Linked DNA regions of Mus musculus: region 1 is linked to region 2. The links are chromatin contacts, called in public Hi-C maps. All regions are on one chromosome and are shown on one strand. The core of a region is the stretch at or near the end of the contact, and the rest is flanking DNA. Distances in the headings are between cores, read along the strand shown. Region 1 has its middle 140 kb from the start of 4930595L18Rik. Region 2 has its middle 99 kb from the start of Gm32592.

Region 1 (2,700 bases), core at 7-2,506, 570 kb before region 2:
TCAAACTCTGCTTTTCTGCAAAAGTAGGAAGTATTCCTAACCACCATCTCTCCAAGCCCCTTTCCCACAGTGTGTGTGTGTGTGTGTGTGTTCGTGTGCCTGTGTGCTCCCACGCGTGTGTGTTTACCCATAGGTCTAATGTGATTTCCTCAGGTGTCCATTTTATTGGAGGATGGGATCTGCCATTGGCCTGAGAATCATGACTTAACCTCACCGGCTTTCCAGCAAGCCCCCGGGATCCTCAACAAAGGGATTATCTACATAAGCTACCACACCTAACTAAAACAATAATCTGGCATAGCTTCTGAGCATTTGAACTCAGTTCTTCATGCAAGTACTTTGTTAACTGAGCCATCTCCCCTACTTCCCTTTCTGGAAGCAATTTGTGAGGTTGACTGGCTGGGTATGAGGTCACTGCCAGGATGTGACAATTGAGAAGTATATTCACAGGAACACAAATCAACAGACAAATTTTGGGTGGGGAATGGTTTTCCCAGCTTGCATAATAGTCTATCCTGCTTATCCATGGGAATGATCTTTAGAAATCTGGGTGTGGCGGGGCAAGAATGGATTTAGGAAGGTCGGGTATTTGGCAAATACAGTTTGTAGAATCGCCACCCTCATCCACCAAGGACTTGTATTTCTAAGATACAAATAGAAGAAGACAGAGGTTCTGGGCTTACAAAATAGAATGGACCCAAAGGCTAATGCTACAAATCTGTCTGGCAGACCCTAAACAGTCACATGGTACTTTGCTCATAGTATTTGTTTCTCTCTTGCTTCATGATAGTAGCATTTATTTCTGCATGGTGAACTTGATTCTTTAAATGTCAGCAACTTAAACACAGCACTTGGCTGTGCCACAAATAACCCCAGCTCTGGGGTGCGTGAGACTTTACCGAAAACGTGAAAATGCGTTTGTTTGTTTGGATAACATGAAGTGTTTTTGTTTCTTCATTTCTGCTTTAAGTCTGAGGACTCTGGCATCTACCTCATCCGCCGTGCATTTGAGGCTGGTAGCAATATTGGGAAAGAAATATGATAATGACCGCTGCCACCAAGCGCTCTCTTTCTCAGCTCCGGTTTCACATGTGTTGGTTCAATGGAATATTCAATAGACATTTATAGGAAATAAATTGAGAGATGAATGTAAACCAGATGGCATCTGGAGGTTTATTTGCAAAGTCCCTGCATCAAAGCTTTCTCCAGATCGCACCATATTAGCTGTGTTTTTCCAGTCCAGCAGAATCAGGAAGGTAACCACAGACTTCCTTGATGGGAAACATGTGAAAAACAGACCAAGTCCTAATGTGTGCTCGAGCCCGTGGTCAGGGAGCATCTCTGAAAATAATTTTATTACCCGCACATACAGCACATTGCTCAGAACTGTCTTCAAAACACAAAATCAGTTGTTTGACTTAGGAATATTTTTTGCAGCATTATAGGACATGGCTTTTATTTATTTATATTAATAACCATAGTAACAGTTTAGTTGCTTTTTATTAGAAGCGCGGGACTGTTTTTTCAGCTTGGATATATAAAGATCAGCTCTAACCAAAGAGAAAGGTAGCGTTTAAATATAGCATACACACAAATATATGTTAGAGTTCTTTCTTTCTCTGTTTTTGTTTTTTTCCTAGCAGCTTGGAATGAAACATATACCTATCTGAACATTTTTGCATCTGTGAAAACCACCTGATTAAGCTTTAGAGAATCACATTATTGTAAGTAATATTTAAAAAGCATTGATTGGACAGAATGAGAAATGGTTCTCAAACTTAATACTTAATATTTAATTATATATGTGTATATTCTCCTCAACCTTGGATTCAATCTGTTTTCTGCAGTTGGTTATGGCTGGCTTTACATCTGATATGAAATTAATTCTTATGTGGCCTGTTATATAAATCATTATGAAATGTCAAAAGCTTTTACATATATATATATTTTTTAAGTTTTCACTTGCTTTCCAAATAGTTTTCATTTTTCAGTGTCAAAGACTACTCAGGCACTCAGTCAATTTTAATGATTTTTTTTTATATCACTCTAGATTTTCCCTCTCATTTACAGTACATTTGTGTGTGTGTGTGTGTGTGTGTGTGTAAACACATATCACATAAGTACACCCCATGCCATGCCATAGAGTTCATAGATACAATATAAATCTGAGAAATCCTTTTTTCTTTTCCACTAAGGTCGAGTGGTCAATTGGTTACAATAGAGGAAGAATAAAATATTCTTGTTACTTAAACATGCAACAACTAAAGATTGCCCTTTGTAAATAAACATTATAGATTAAACCTACAGTCAGTTCCAACCTCTGACTCCCAAAATTTTTAGTTCAGGGAAGTTACTGAGGACTTAATGCCTTGCTTTTGTTTTATTTTGTTTTTTTTTTTTTTCCTCTTTGACAATTCCTAAATTACCCATCTCAACAACGGTCTCCTTCTTTTATAGGTTAAACTTCTAAATCTATGGCAGTAGTTTAATGCCACTCGTGATAAAAAAAAAATGTATGTGAGCAACATCACTTTAAAAATATGTGGCTAACTGCTGGAAGCTATTAAAAACCAAATAAACAAAAGAGATTACACTTCAAAGAAATGTCAACAGTTTTTCCTGTCTCAGAACAGGCGAATTTTCTTTACTTATACCCACATCTGGAAAATGCTTATGGCTTTATACATCTTTTATGGTAAA
Region 2 (2,700 bases), core at 60-2,559:
TTTACAGTGCACATGCTAATGCCCCACACAACAAGTGTTGAGGTCTCCAGTTGGGATTACCAGTGTGTGCATTCTAAAAATGGTTAGAACAGGGCAAGTAAACCTCACAGTGTTCTCTGTTTGCACCCATTCATGTAACTGGGCCATATATATTGATTCCTTACTTGATTTATAGCTTCCAGTTTCAGATTCAGGAACATCATTAAAATGTATCTTATGAACAGACAGACAGAATTGGAAGCCAGAAATACAGCTAAGTTGCAGAGAGCTTGCTCAGCATATAGAAAGCTGAGTTTGGTTCCCAGTACTACCAAACTTGGGTGTGGTGGCACATCCTGAAATACCAGCATTCCAGAGGTTGAAGCAGAAAGATGGTGGTTCACAATGTAGAGAGTTTGAAGTCAGCTTGGGATACATAAGATTCTGTCTAGGAAGGAAGGAAGGAAGGAAGGAAGGAAGGAAGGAAGGAAGGAAGGAAGGAAGGAAGGAAGGAAGGAAGAGAGGGACAGACAGATGGACGGAGGGAGGGAGGGACAGATGAACGGAGGGAGGGAGGGAGGGACAGATGGACGGAGGGAGGGAAGGAGGGAGGAAGGGAGGGAGGAAGGAAGGAAGGAGGGAAGGAAGAAAGGGCGGGCAAATGGAAAAGTACAGATCCACCTTTTGTAACAAATACTAAAGGCTAAATTTAGACAAGGCTGCATCTCACAATGGGAAGAACATCAAGAAAGGCTCTACTCCAAAACACTGTTTAGCATGGTATCCAGGGGTTAGTTAGGAGGCAGCCAAAGAAGAGTCTCAGGGGAAGATGGCACAATGAAAACAGACCTCACTTCCTGGAGCAGGTCTTTCCCCTGATGCCTTCAATAGCAAGAAGAACCAGATTACCCCATGTAATGGGAGGGAGCTTTGTTCCAAATCTGTAGTCCTGACATATCTTTAGACAGTGCAAGGCAAGGTTTGATAGATAGACAGAAGGCAGGGTTAACACACATGACCCCTCAGTCCTTCCCCTAACTGCTAGAATTTGGGGCCATGGCCGACGTAGAAATCTGTGCCTGAGAATAATTTTCCAAGTGCTTGGCTGAAACGAGAAGGGAAATGACCCACAGCAGTGGCTGTAAAGACAGGGAGCTGACATGTAAACTTCAAGCTTCGGAGTAATGATATCCCTTCACAAGTATTTATGTTACATTCACATGTGGCCTCCGAATGAAAACCAAATGGCAAACAATAAAACCCTTTCAAGACAACCAATCCTGGCAAATAGTCACAACCCCGAGCTCTTTAGTGAAACGGACTGCTTTTCCTTCCAGTAAGTCACGTGCCCCTTAGCCTCGCAGACCATGAAAAGTCTTTGGAAAGCTAGAGTCCTCAGCAGCCAAGGGGAATGAAATAGAGGTTGTTCTGACTTCCTTTCCCAGTGTTTGCTAGAGTCACTGTTTTACAAAATAAGACACACAGAACCTAGAGCCATGTTGGGTTTGACTCCTGGCTCTGTCACTCGAGAGTCAGTGAGATCTGGAATAAGTCATTGAATGTCTAGCCTCAGTTTCTGCAGCTGAGAAATGTAGCAAGCCACCCCGCAAAGCTCAGAAGCCTCTTAGGAGCAGTGCATAGTCTATCCACCAGGATTTGGCTTTAGGAGGCTGAGGCCATGGCTCTACAGGTATGAGGATTTAGTTCCTAGAATCTGTGTAAAAATAGCAGAGACTTAACAGCATGGACCTGTACTCCTCACCATAGGAAGGCAGAGGCAGGTAAATCCAGATACATGGGGCTCCCTGCTCAGCCTTTCTAATCTACCCAGTATAATCAGGCCAATGAGATAGGCAGTCTCAAAACCAACCAACCAACCAAACAAACAAACAAACAAAAATACCAAGTGAATAGCACCTAAGGAGAAATGGTCCCAAGGTTTTCCTCTGGCCTGCACATGTACCCAGACACTTGTGCACCCCTATATTTAAATATACCTGCACAAAGATACACATACACACACACATAACACACACACACACACACACACACACACACACACACCTAGAATCTAAGTTAATTTAAAGGGCTATTTTTCTAAGAAATAAAAAAAAAAAAAAGCTTGAGAATATACCAAGTGCCTCCTATACCACTTCTTCCACCTACTTCCAGGTCAATTGCAGTTTACCTTTCAATTCTTCCAGGTAAAAAAAGGAATTTCTGCCCAAGTCTTCCTAACAAGTTCCCTAACACAATGATAGTTCACGCTATACCTTTCTGGTATGTGCTACAAAGGACAGTGTACTTTACTAATCAACATTAACATTATACTACACAGTTATTTAACTGCGTCTCTTCCCGGAGAAAATACATTTTAAGGGGACAGGAGTCAGACTAGTCCAAGTTGCCTCTCTACCCTGCAGCCCGTGTTAGCATCCACTCTGTGATGGATGACTGGATGAATAGAATTTGGGTCCAGGGACAATGCTATTAGGGGCCAAAGATATAAAGGTGAATGAACACTGAGAGACAACATACTGGCCATAACACAATGATCTTATTACCAGAGGAAGCCAAAGTGACCTCCAGTCATTTATTTCTCCCAAAGTCAAAACAAGGGCACATGAAGTAGTTACTGAGCATGACTTATCTATGAAACCCAGAGGAGTGTGGGAGCTTGCGTGATTTTGTGAAGGATATTTATTTTGATACTGTTTTATG

What was found. A called contact is a pair of places that touch in the nucleus more often than the background predicts.
Region 1: a Hi-C map of cranial neural crest shows a contact between it and region 2, with 2.7 times the contacts expected there. The contact joins two enhancer-like sites. A contact is called at or near these places in 1 of 484 Hi-C or Micro-C datasets (cranial neural crest) and 1 of 9 other capture datasets (embryonic stem cells).

The regions. Positions count from the first base shown.
Region 1 is chr6:98,692,062-98,694,761 of GRCm38.p6, reverse strand. No RefSeq gene overlaps it. Among named protein-coding and RNA genes, the nearest start is that of 4930595L18Rik, 140 kb to the right of the region's middle. Within about 2 kb of position 1,256, at least 11 of the 459 cell types and tissues checked have an H3K27ac peak or open chromatin away from gene starts, as enhancers often do.
Region 2 is chr6:98,124,185-98,126,884 of GRCm38.p6, reverse strand. No RefSeq gene overlaps it. Among named protein-coding and RNA genes, the nearest start is that of Gm32592, 99 kb to the left of the region's middle. Within about 2 kb of position 1,309, at least 10 of the 459 cell types and tissues checked have an H3K27ac peak or open chromatin away from gene starts, as enhancers often do.